Linked DNA regions of Mus musculus: region 2 is linked to region 1. Evidence: chromatin contacts called from public promoter capture Hi-C data. All regions are on one chromosome and are shown on one strand. The core of a region is the stretch at or near the end of the contact, and the rest is flanking DNA. Distances in the headings are between cores, read along the strand shown.

Region 1 (5,975 bases), core at 1,976-4,475:
ACTTAGGGACTGTAAATCACCAATACCTATTTGGAAATGATAAGGTCGCTTAAGAACCAGCAAGAAGGGGCTGGCGAGATGGCTCAGTGGGTAAGAGCACTGACTGCCCTTCTGAAGGTCCTGAATTCAAATCCCAGCAACCCCATGGTGGCTCACAACCACCCATAATGAGATCTGGTGCATTTGAAGATAGCTACAGTGTATTATTATAATAATAAATAAATCTTAAAAAAAAAGGACCAGCAAGAAATTCAACAATAAATGAAGTTCAGAATGTTACTGCAAAACAGTCACCTCCTGCCTACACACACACACACACACACACACACACACACGCCTTTACATATTCATGCCTGACTTACTTTTGAATGTGTGTGTGTAGTGTGCACCTGTGCTGGCAGAGGCTGGGAAAGAACATTCGATCACCTAGAGTTACAGATGGTTGTAAACTGCCCGATGTAGGAGCGGAGAACGGAGTCCCCATCCTCTGCAAAAGCATCAAGTGCTCTTAACTGGCAAGAGTCATCGCTCCAGCCCCAGAATAACTGTTTTACATCCATCATGTAAACGATATGAGATCCAAAACAAAAACCAATGTTTCTGAACAAGAACCACAGTATAGAAAATAAATATAATGAAGTTATGTGTCCTTTTGTTAAATAACAAGTTATAGTATCAGCTTCACAACTGGCCTAATTTCAAAGTCAAAATAAAAAAGGAAGAACAATCTGAGAGAGCTGCAACAGTCCCTAAATATCTGTGATTTCCAGTATCATCAAAATTTCAGATGTTACTACAGCTGCACATTTTATTTTAATTAGAGGAGACTATATAGAGGTAATCCCCCCCCCCCCATACACGTTCAGGAGCTTTAAGAGACTTTATTTGGTGATTCTTCTGAGTAACAGTTCTCCTGGCAGTTGTCCTTACCAAACTGATGCTGTGCTTAGCAGTTAGTCAATGGGGAGCCTCACGCGGGGAGCCTCACACTTGACTTCCGGAGGAAGCTTCTGTGCAGGTTAAGTCCTGGAAGACTTTAAAAAGTCTAAAATTTCTAAAGACAGAAACAAATGAAAGGGGTACCAGAGATTCATTGGAATTTGAGAAGATGAGCAAGCCCTTAAAAACCTTCCTGTTTATTCATTTTTCTTGGTGCAGAGAGTAAATTAATCAAGGGGTGGCTGTTCAGTCATTTCTCTGGCGAGAAACCTCGCTGCTTCTAGTTTAAAATCCGCAGGCTTGCTGTTCGTGTTCCGTGGGCCGCAGCACTTTGTCGGTTGTGTCAAATCGCAAGGTGGTGTTGGAATCAGAGGATTATGTACACGTGTAGGCTGCTGGAAATTATGGATAGAATGGCCTGCATAAGCCCAAACTGGACAAGCAAAACCTCCAGGAACAGGAACTCACATTAACAAGTGATTTGCAGTTGAGTGCAGAATTCGCACACCTGTTCTTGGTTGTCTTGGTTGCTCTCAGCGACTCTACAGCTGGTAGGGTGTTGAAGCCCTGCCCGCCCGAGAGCGCACCCTACACAGTTTGTCCCCAAGCAGCTCCCATATACGGCGGGCTCCGCCCCTGCCCGTGGCTGCCACAGCCGGGTGCAGCCTGGCTGGCGGCTGTGCCTGGACCCGCCCGCTGCTTCTGCTATTGCGCATGCGCCCCATTTTCAACCCTCCGAGTTTTCCCGCCCTTGATTGGCTGACTCTGCGCCCATTTCTAAACTTGTAAGCGCCTTAGTCCAGGCTTTGTAGGACTCCGAACAAAGGGGACGTTCTGATTCTACCCTACCTTGAAGGGTTCTAGGAAAGCTGAGATGAGGACTCCTGGTACTAGTGGACCACACATTGGCCGTCGTATTATTTCACTTAGTCTATTATTAAACCCTTGGAGTTCCAGTTTAGCAGGCGAGGCAGACTGGAAGACTCAAAGCTAGTATTGGAGTTCGAGCCAAAAACCCGGGAGACTTTTTCGGCTCCCCTCAGGGACTTAAGCAGCATCACATCTAAGCTTTCTAGAGACCATTTGAACCGAAGTCATCTGCCCGGGAGTGAAATAATAGCGGGGATATGCTGGTCTTGAGGACAGAATGTTCCATTGTGGTCGTTAGAGACCTCGAGGGTGAGGAGGAGCAAGTCAGTAGGCTTGCTTTATACTCCATCAGCAAGTGCAAAGGCAGGAGATCAGGGTCCAGGAGGAAGGCTGGTCTGTAAGTTTTGAGCGACCCTGACTGGGGCAGGAGGAAGATAGTTGATACTGGAGTTTTTGTGTCCAGCAGGTGACTTACAGGTGAAGGCATAGGGTTAACTGAATGAATTTACAGGGAGATAGCCCGGTAAGAAATCACTGATGCCAGGGGCTTTAGCTCATAAAAAAAAAGGGAAGAATAAGAAGAAGAAGGAGAAGGAGAAGGAGGAGAAGGAGGAGAAGGAGGAGGAGGAGGAGGAGGAGGAGGAGGAGGAGGAGGAGGAGGAGGAGGAGGAGAAGGAGAAGAAGAAGAAGAAGAAGAAGAAGAAGAAGAAGAAGAAGAAGAAGAAGAAGAAGAAGAAGAAGAAGAAGAAGAAGAAGAAGAAAGAAAGAAAGAAAGAAGAAAGCGGGTGTCCTCACTTTTGATCCAATGACTAAAGTTAAATTGCTAAACTGTCCCCAAAATGCAAAAACTCCCTTTAGATATGATTCCAACCAATATAACGACATTTCTATCTGCCTAAAAAAATCCTCGATCCTTTGTTTTCTTGGTACCCTAAATTTTGTGGTTCAGAACACATGCTTAGAACTCTTTGAAGAAACAGAGCAGTCCCTCAGAGTTCTCCACGACCTTTCGCTTCTCAACAAGACAGATGAGTTGACGAGCACGGGCCGTATAAAGTCAGGACCATGTTATTGGTTGCAATGCTCGTTTTCGGTAGTCCATTCCTCGGTTTCCTTGAGAATGCTCTAAATGCAGTGATCGTCCTGGGCCTGACTGGGTTTGACTTTCCGAGTTAGAGACAGCACAGCCGGTTGCCATTGACTTCGAGGTGGGGCTGCGCTGGGGCGTGGCCACCGAAGAGGCGGGGCCCAGACTTCCGGGCCCCGCCCCTTCGCGCCGTAGGCAGCTGCCAAACCCCGGTGCGTGGATCACGCGGGCCGGAGCCGCTCTGGGCATGCTCAGTGGCCTGGCAGGTGTGGCCGCCTAGCAACTCCAGGTCGGCCCTAGCCGAGGGGCGGGTGAGAGGGAAGTGGGCGGGGGCGCGGGCACGGGCACAGTCGCTGGAGTGGCCGGCGGCCGCGGGGCGCAGGCCTGTTGGAAGCCCCCGCGGGCCGGGCCGGGATGAGCTATGGCATCGGTCAAGGTGGCCGTGAGAGTCCGGCCCATGAATCGCAGGTGAGTGGGGCCTCCCGCCCCCCACCCTCGCCACACCCCAACCCCGGGCAGCCCCGCTCAGAGGCCGGTCTGGATTGAAAGGGACAAACCCCTGACCCACCTGGCCGTGCCAGTGGCCTTGGCGGTCCTGAAGGGCAAAGCTCTCCCGCGTTGAAGGGGACTCTGAGGGGAAGTGTCCGCGAGGCCGGGGAGATTTCCATGTACAGTCCCCATCCCAGAACGTGAGGCTCTCTTGCTCGCCCTTTAAAAAAAAAACACCAAGGAACCACGTTGGTGAAGTGAAATACTTGGGGGCGATCATGGAAGTGTGAGGGGTTCCCCGAGCTGTCAGACACACGCTCACTTGTGCCAACTCCAAAGTCTCTGTTAATCATGTTACCTTCTAATCTGGAGAGAATTTTCAGGTCCTTGAACGTGAACCCATCGTCTAAACAGAAAGTTAGCAGTTCATAAGTTAAGGTTTACATGGGGGATGAGGAAACTTCAACAAAGTTTTGACTCCTCGAAAGGAGAGTTACGTACGTGCACGTGTTTGACTCAAGTTAAGGGGGCACAAAGTGAGAACACACTTAGTGTGTAACCTCTTATATTTTTCCTACAAAGTAGTGCCTTGCATCGTGACTCTCCTCTCCTCATTGACTGAAAACCATTTTCAGCGACTTCCTCATCAGTTCAGAAAGAAGCTTTGAGAAAGTTAACTTTTGAGAAGGTTAAATGGGCTTAACCAGAGAATGACGTGCATATAAGTGAATGCCCTCCAAGTTGACGGGCGTAGGGCACACAAAGCAGTTCGTGTTTATTGCTGTTTCAGTTCTTGGACATTTGACTTGCCATATGGCTGTTCTCCCTTAGTCATGCTGTCTACTTCAGGAGGTCAGTGTTTGTTGGTTCTGACAGCCAGTTAGGGCAGCAGATTTTACTGGACTCTCCTGAGTCTATTTTTTTTTTTTTTTTTTTATCTTCAAGTAGAAGAACCATTATCATGCTGTAGATCCATAAATACCAGTGCTTTTGAAAGTCAGTGCATTTTGTGTGTGATTTTCAAATTACCTCTAAAACTTTTTAGGGAGTTTGACTTGTGTGTGTGAGTGAGTGAGTGTGTGTGTGTGTGTGTGTGTGTGTGTGTGAGTCTCAGGAGAATATTTGTTTCTTCACATACCCAATCAATACAAGATAAATAGACCCCTGGAGTCTTTTAAATGTTTTGTTTCTATTTTTAAGCATTTATATTATAAAAGGTTTTGTTTGTTTGTTTGGTTTTATTTATTTGCTTATTTATTTGTTTTTGGTTTTTTGAGACAAGGTTTCTCTGTGTAGCCCTGGCTGTCCTGAAACTCACTCTGTAGACCAGGCTGGCCTCAAACTCAGAAATCTGCCTGCCTCTGCTTCCCTAGTGCTGGGATTAAAGGCATGCGCCACCACTGCCCGGCAAGAGTTTTTTTTGTTTGTTTGTTTGTTTGTTTGTTTGTTTGTTTTTTTTCGAGACGGTTTCTCTGTGTAGCCCTGGCTGTCCTGGAACTCACTTTGTAGACCAGGCTGGCCTCGAACTCAGAAATCCGCCTGCCTCTGCCTCCCGAGTGTTGGGATTAAAGGCGTGTGCCACCACGCCCATCGAGTTCTCTTTTTGAACAATGTGAACATATGCTAGAAAATAGTATCAGATAACTTTAGAAAACACTTACTAAATATGGGTAGATGTAAGTGTCTTTTAGGAGTGTAGTGTCTAATGAGGGAAGGATGATGAAATTCATCAGTCTGGACTTTGTAGAAGGGGTGCTGTGTGTTCAGGGCCTTGTCAGAATAGGCCTCGAGTCCAGGCCCGTGGAGGCAGAAAACCATTACAGAAGCCTTATGATTTGAGTAGGCAGGCAGGTAGGATCTGTGCCCAGCAAGTAATGCTGGTGACATCAGGATTGGGACAAAAGCTAAGGAAGCAGTGATCTGGACAAGGGGTGGAGATGGGAAGGTGGATTGGATACACCAAGACAGTTTCCTGGTATCTTGGTAAAATTTGGTGACTTACTGCATGGGAAGGAGCAGGAATAGGGAGACTCCGAGAGTCATTAGCTTAAGTGGTCAAAGAGCTGGAAAGATTTGAGGAGAGGACATAATGAAGTTGAGAGCATCCTTAGCCATTCCAGTGTTCATGAAGTGCAGGAAGTATGAGTTACCAACTCAGCGTTTAGACAGTGAGTGTTGCATGCTTGTTTAATTTGAATCTTTGAATCATGTTTCTGTTCCGGGTGGTTGGTTGGAATCCTGGTTAAGTCTTGATACTTCTATGATTATCATGTGGAAATCTATCTATACAGGAGAATGGGAGTCAGGGATTGGATGGCTGGATATGTCTGTCCTTAGGATTCCAAGTAGAAGAAGGGCTTGCTGTCATGGAAATGAGCCAGAGTCCCTGTAGGCTGTAGTGGCTGTTGGTATCAAATGTTACTAAGATGAAGGCGGTTCTTGGTCAAAGAGGTGAGGATACTGGTAACTATCCTGAGAGTAGTTTCTGGAGCCAGTTATCCAGAAAATGGCAGTGAAGTAGAGACACGCTAATGGCAACTTAAAGCATGTGACCTAATTCCTAAGTCCTGCAAGGTATCATGGTGATTGG
Region 2 (5,975 bases), core at 1,184-3,683, 3.0 Mb before region 1:
GCTGCCCAGCTGTTGCCTAGTGGAACCATGGACTCAGAATAGAAGCACTTCATGTTGCAAAGACAAGAAGACCTTGGTATCTAGGCAACATCTCCAAAACCTGGGATACTAGCTTCCTCTCCCCCACTCTCTTATCTTAGCAGCTATTGGCCTGTCGGGTGGTTTCACTTTAGGAGCACAGCAAAAGTAATTTCAGTGTATTTAATGTTTGGGAAACGAGATGATTTTGAATATTTGGATGACATGGTTTAGAGCTGTGGCAAATGCTTTGATTTTGGCTATACTCATTTGTAGTTTGGAAAAATTGCAAAAGAAAGTTTAGAGAGAGTAGGAGTGATATCATGGCATACTTATTTTTTTCCCCAAATACTAGGAGTTGGGCAAGTATGGAAATTCCTTAAAACAATTATCTATTGCCAGATGTGGTGGTACCAGCCTTTAATCCCGGTACTTGGGAGGCAAAAAGCTGGTAGATCTCTGGGAGTTCCAGGCCAGCCAGGGCTACACAGTAAGACCTTGTACCAGAAAACAAACAACACCAAAACAAACAAACAAACAAACAAACAAACAAATCATCGTCATCACCACCTGTAACAAAAAACTCATAAGGATTTAATTAAGTCACTAATAAATGACGAGCGTAAATGCACGTTACTAAATGAGAGACAGTAATCTGAAGAGGTATATGACTCCAACCATCTACAAAGAACTACAGAGACATTAAAAAAAAATAGATCAATCGATCCCTGCTACCTCAGTCCAGTGTCCGCACTCTCTCAGCCCCCAAGGCTCTCACTATCAGAGAGGAGGCAGTGTGTGCGCTCAAGAGGCAGTGGACGACTACAGAAAACATCTGGACACAGCAGCGCAGCACAAAACCTGTGCAAACTCAAGCCAGACCAAATCCCCTTATGGAGAGATGGGCACACAATACCACACCTGGCAGTGGAGAAATTGGTCATTTTTTAGCTGCTGGAAAGCATGAGTTTTCTCTAAGAGTATAACATTCTGGTAAGTTGACCAAGCTCCAGTAGACCACATATCCAAGAATATCTGGGCAATACGAATTAGTCTTCAAAGGTTAAAAAACAAAAAGACACACAGTTGGGTGAATAGGGAGTGGGGTAGATCTGGGGAAAGCTGGAGGAATGGCTATGATTAAGACGCAAAACTTTCAAAGAAGGAATTAAAAAACAAACAAACAAAATGCTTGATAAAAAGGAGTATTGATGGACAAAGGCTCGAGGGGGAGGATGAACAGGAGGTACCCTGAGGATGTTGACAGTTCCAGGCCAGCCTGGTCTACAGAGTGAGTTCCCGGACAACCAGGGAATCAGGACTACACCGAGAAACCCTGTCTCCAAAACAAAACAAAAAATCTTGCCGTTGTCCTAAATCTCAAGACTGTTACAAAAGTAAACTCTAACAGTTTCTTGTAACTGACACGGGGTGGGGATGGATCGTAGAAAGTCCTTTGAGGGTGGGGAAAGAGTAGGAAAAGCTCACCTTCCCAATTTTGCTGTCAATTCCAAAATTTTTATTTTAAAAAATTATCTTAACTATATGCTAAATCACTGTTTTTAATGTACTTCAGATATTATACGTACTAACATCTAGCGAGTATTTTACAGAGACAGATTTTTTTCTTTAATCTTAAGGAAATAGATACTTTTATCCTTTTATAGCTAAGGATATTAAGGATAAGAGAATTGAGATAATACAAATTTACATGCCGGGCGTGGTGGCGCACGCCTTTAATCCCAGCACTTGGGAGGCAGAGGCAGGCGGATTTCTGAGTTCGAGGCCAGCCTGGTCTACAGAGTGAGTTCCAGGACAGCCAGGGCTATACAGAGAAACCCTGTCTCGGAAAATAAAAAAAAAAAAAAAAAAAAAAAAATTTACAGACTAAAAATTTGATCAGTTTCTGTAGGTGCTTTGCTACTGACTAATTTCCACCTTTCTCTAACATCTTGTTTCAAAAATACCTCTTCTGATTTTTTTTTTAAAAAAATCCACATTTCAAGATTATTAACTTGGTCCAATCGCGGGGAAGCCTAAGGCGAGGGGGCGGGAACTCGAAAGACTACAAATCCCAGAATGCACCGCTGCCCAGGCTGCTTGCAGGGTTTCCTCGGTGCTTTTCCCTTCTCCCCGGAGTTTCTACACCTGAAATGGATTTCTACGCCCCTCAAAGGTGCCACGGCCTACAGCTGCACGCATCCCGGAGATAGACCTGGATGAGCCCTCGCCGCCAGAGCCCTATATCCCTGCGGCGCAGCCCGCCCTACCCACCTCACCCGCAGCTCCAGCAAGCCGCAAGTCTCCACAGAGGACGCGCACACAGTTGCTAAGGAAACGACGCGGCGTTTCCCCTGACTGGTGAGGCGGTCAAAGGTCGTCTTCGCAAGTTCCGGTTCCGGTTCCGGTATCTAGTTTGTTGTGGCTGACTCTGTTGTGCCGGCCGGTTCGAAGTGCTTTTCTCAAGTCCGGTTGTCGGCCAGGATCGCTCGAGTTCCACGGCTGCAGTCATGGCAGCCTCCACGGCGGCCGGGAAACAGCGCATTCCTAAAGTGGCCAAGGTAGGCGACCGGGAGGAGCCCCCGAACAGCATCTGCGGTGTCGGGCACCAGAGATTCGAGACAGCGATCTCTGTGCCGCGGTCCAAGAAGACAGGTGGTCGGTGAGGTGGCGCAGGGTCTTGTCACTCCGAGCTCGTCTCGCGTCTGCCCAGCCTTCCTTCCAGGGTTGCAAAGCATCGGTTCGGTTCGGTAAACTGTTTGCTTTGCTAGTCTCTGGGGATCCCCTACTTTTACTCCGGGCAAGAGTGCTCCACTAAAACTGGAGAGAGAGCGAAATGGCAACCCAGATAGATGTATCCAAGTAGTGTAGATATGCCATGGGCAAGAGCCAGAAGGGTGCCTGTAAACTTGAGGGTAAACTTTGTGAAGGAAGTTAACACTTAGGCTGCATCAAAGTTAGGCAGTGAAGAGAATGGCAGAGGATAGGCTCTGGGCAATGGCATAAAATTTAGGTTAGATAGTAAATTGTTATATTTCCAACTGTGGTTGATACTTCATCAATACTTAATAAGTGTCAAATCTTGCACTTAGCCATCACATACAGTCATTCTCTGGAAGTCTGATTTGGCCATTTTGTCTTGAGACAAGTTCTTATTTCCACATGTAATTATTGTAAAAGTCTGATGTGGTAGCTTCCCCCCTACCCCCGCTCCCAAACCCCTATCCTGAGTCATAAAAGCCAGGGAATGCATGCTGACTAAGTTTTTGACAGCTTGACACAAGATAAAGTTATCTAGGAGGAGGCATCTGGACTAAGAAAATTCGTCCCTAAGCTTGCTTGCTGGCAAGTGTGTGAGGCATTTTCTTGATTACCAATTGATGTGGACGCCCCCCCCCCCCCCGCCTACTTGGGCAGTGCCACACCTGGGCAGGGGCTCTGGTGTAGTCTGTGAGAGCAGACTGAGCACAGCTGGTATGCCTCCAGCTTCCTGCCGTGTCTTCCATTCATGAAGACTGTGGTCCAGTTGTGTAAGCCAATCAGTCAGCTCTTTCCTCTGCAGGTTGCTTTTGTTGGTGATGTTCGATCACAGCAGTAAAAAGGCCAATTAGAACTTAGGGTCCATCTGCACTTGAACACATTTGACTTTTAAGCTCCTGTGTTGGAACTATAGCTTCAGGTGCTCTAAAAGCTTACAGGCTAATGATGGAGACTTAGTAAAAACAAGTTTCAGTTGGCCTAAAATGTCATGGAAAACCAGCTTGTCCACTAGAAGGATTAAAATATGTAGAGGAGTTCTCTAAGCAGGTTATAAAGAGGAAGGAGTGTGATTTTTTTTTCCCCCTGCCCCTCATGGAGAATTGAAGATGTTATTCAAAGATGGCATCTTGGGCACATTCTTAGGAGGGCTTTTTCTTTCGAGACAGGGTTTCTCTGTGTAGCCCTGGCTGTCCTGGAACTCACTCTGTAGACCAGCCTGGCCTTGAACTCAGAAATCCACCTGGTTCTGCCTCCCAAGTGCTGGGATTAAAGGTGTGTGCCACCACCCTGCCATTCTTAGGAAGTTTATGTCCTGGAAAATATACAAGGGTTTTAAAATCTCGTGTGGAGAGCACTACCCAAAATAGGAATGTCTCTTTGTCTTAAAAGGTGAAGAACAAGGCGCCGGCCGAAGTGCAGATAACGGCCGAGCAGCTCCTCCGAGAAGCTAAAGAGAGAGAACTCGAGCTCCTCCCACCTCCACCTCAGCAGAAGATCACAGATGAGGAAGAATTAAACGATTACAAACTCCGGAAAAGGAAGGTGAGTCCGTCAGAATGCACTGTGCAACCTGTCCCAGTTGCTGCCCACAGTGGGAACGAGCTCCCAGAGAGCCTATGTGATGGGACCTCAGGCGAATATTGGGAATTATTTAATCCACGAATATTATGGAAGTTATATGGGAAGTTCTATAAATTACTGAGCACTTGAAGGTAATCTTGAAAGGTGTTTTAACATTCTTGTTCTTAAAAGGAATGAGAGTAGAATATATTAAAGTACTCGTTAATTATTACAGAGAACAGCAAAATCTTGCAATAGCTACCCCTACATTTTTCTTGTCTCCATAAACTTTAGAGAAACACCTGTCACTGATACCCTTCTGGAGGAAAGCTGCTGTTCCTTGGCATCTAGGATATAATTTCTTTTAGGAAGAGTAAAACGAGAAGTGTATATCATAAGGAAAAGCAAAGTCGTTTTCTCTTTACTGTACTGCTCCCCGCCCCCCTTTGCCTTTCAGACTTTTGAAGATAACATAAGAAAAAATAGGACTGTGATTAGCAACTGGATAAAATACGCACAATGGGAGGAAAGTCTAAAGGAAATTCAAAGGTAAAATTGCCATGACTATAGTGTCTGTCTACAAAGAGTGAGTAAATGAGCACATGAAATCTAGGAAGGTAAAGCATGGACCTGTACTGTGCTAGTAATTTCCAGCTTCTCTTCCATGGAGCCCTCTGAGGCAGTGGGTACTGGGAAGGACGGTTGTGGAGTGTCTCGGGAGGGTCTACATATGAGTCTTGCTGCTCTCGTACTCCTGTCACTAAAGAACAGTGTTTTATCTGTTTCCTGTGTTAATTTAATATTGTTTCAAAATAATTGTTTCAAAAATAGAAATGTTCTCCTGAAATCTGTTGTCAAGATAAAAATTGTGGGTGGCCGTCACTTCCTGTTGGCCAGCCAGCCTTTCTGCACTCTCCCTCCTGCCCGAGTTCCGCTGTGACCATGTCCTTGCCAGTCCCGAGCCATTGCTCTTTATTGTGCCATTTGTTTGCTCTCTGCTTTGACCCCTTGAAGGTGCCCTTTTCTACCAACCTTGACTTCTGAACAAACTACAACTATCTCTCCCATTCTTGGTTCTGGAGTTCCTGCAACTTAGCCTGTTTCACCAAACATTGCTGTTTCTCACTGTGTTTCCTGTCTAGACCTTGACTATACTGCTCATGACCTTATGAAATAATTGCATGCTGTCTCTAAAGACTGTACGATAACTTGAGAACATCATTGCTTTTCCTCTTTTTATGACCAGAAGGTGGCCCATGATAGATAGATGCCTAACAACACAGGAGGACATTGCAGCTACTGTGAGGTGGCTGCTGCATATCTCACGGTTGCTGCCTTTGATGCTCTCCATATCTTATTTGTTAAGGGCTCGATCCATATACGAGCGTGCTTTAGATGTCGACTACCGAAATATTACCCTCTGGCTGAAATATGCAGAAATGGAGATGAAGAACCGCCAGGTCAACCATGCCCGAAACATCTGGGACCGTGCCATCACAACTCTGCCACGCGTCAACCAGTTCTGGTAAGCTGCTCATTGCACAAAGCAGTCTTTGTGAACTAGCAAATACCACTTGATTGGGTATTAGGTTTATTGCAATTATAATAGTTGTATGTGTTGATTATTATATTCTATT

Evidence for each region. Promoter capture Hi-C pulls out the DNA fragments that hold promoters and counts their contacts.
Region 2: a contact with region 1 is called in a promoter capture Hi-C map of pre-B cells. The contact joins the promoter of Crnkl1 here to the promoter of Kif16b in region 1.

Annotation. Positions count from the first base shown.
Region 1 is chr2:142,898,714-142,904,688 of GRCm38.p6, reverse strand. It overlaps Kif16b (kinesin family member 16B), which reads left to right and starts at 3,225. Exons shown (of 26, transcript NM_001081133.2): 1 at 3,225-3,364. The coding sequence starts at 3,318. Kif16bos (kinesin family member 16B, opposite strand) reads right to left here and starts at 1,724. Exons shown (of 2, transcript NR_131921.1): 1 at 1,448-1,724; 2 at 1,117-1,334.
Region 2 is chr2:145,931,158-145,937,132 of GRCm38.p6, reverse strand. It overlaps Crnkl1 (crooked neck pre-mRNA splicing factor 1), which reads left to right and starts at 2,433. Exons shown (of 14, transcript NM_025820.3): 1 at 2,433-2,579; 2 at 4,168-4,320; 3 at 4,796-4,887; 4 at 5,705-5,863. The coding sequence starts at 2,529. Cfap61 (cilia and flagella associated protein 61) reads right to left here and starts at 2,349. Exons shown (of 27, transcript NM_001369121.1): 1 at 2,293-2,349.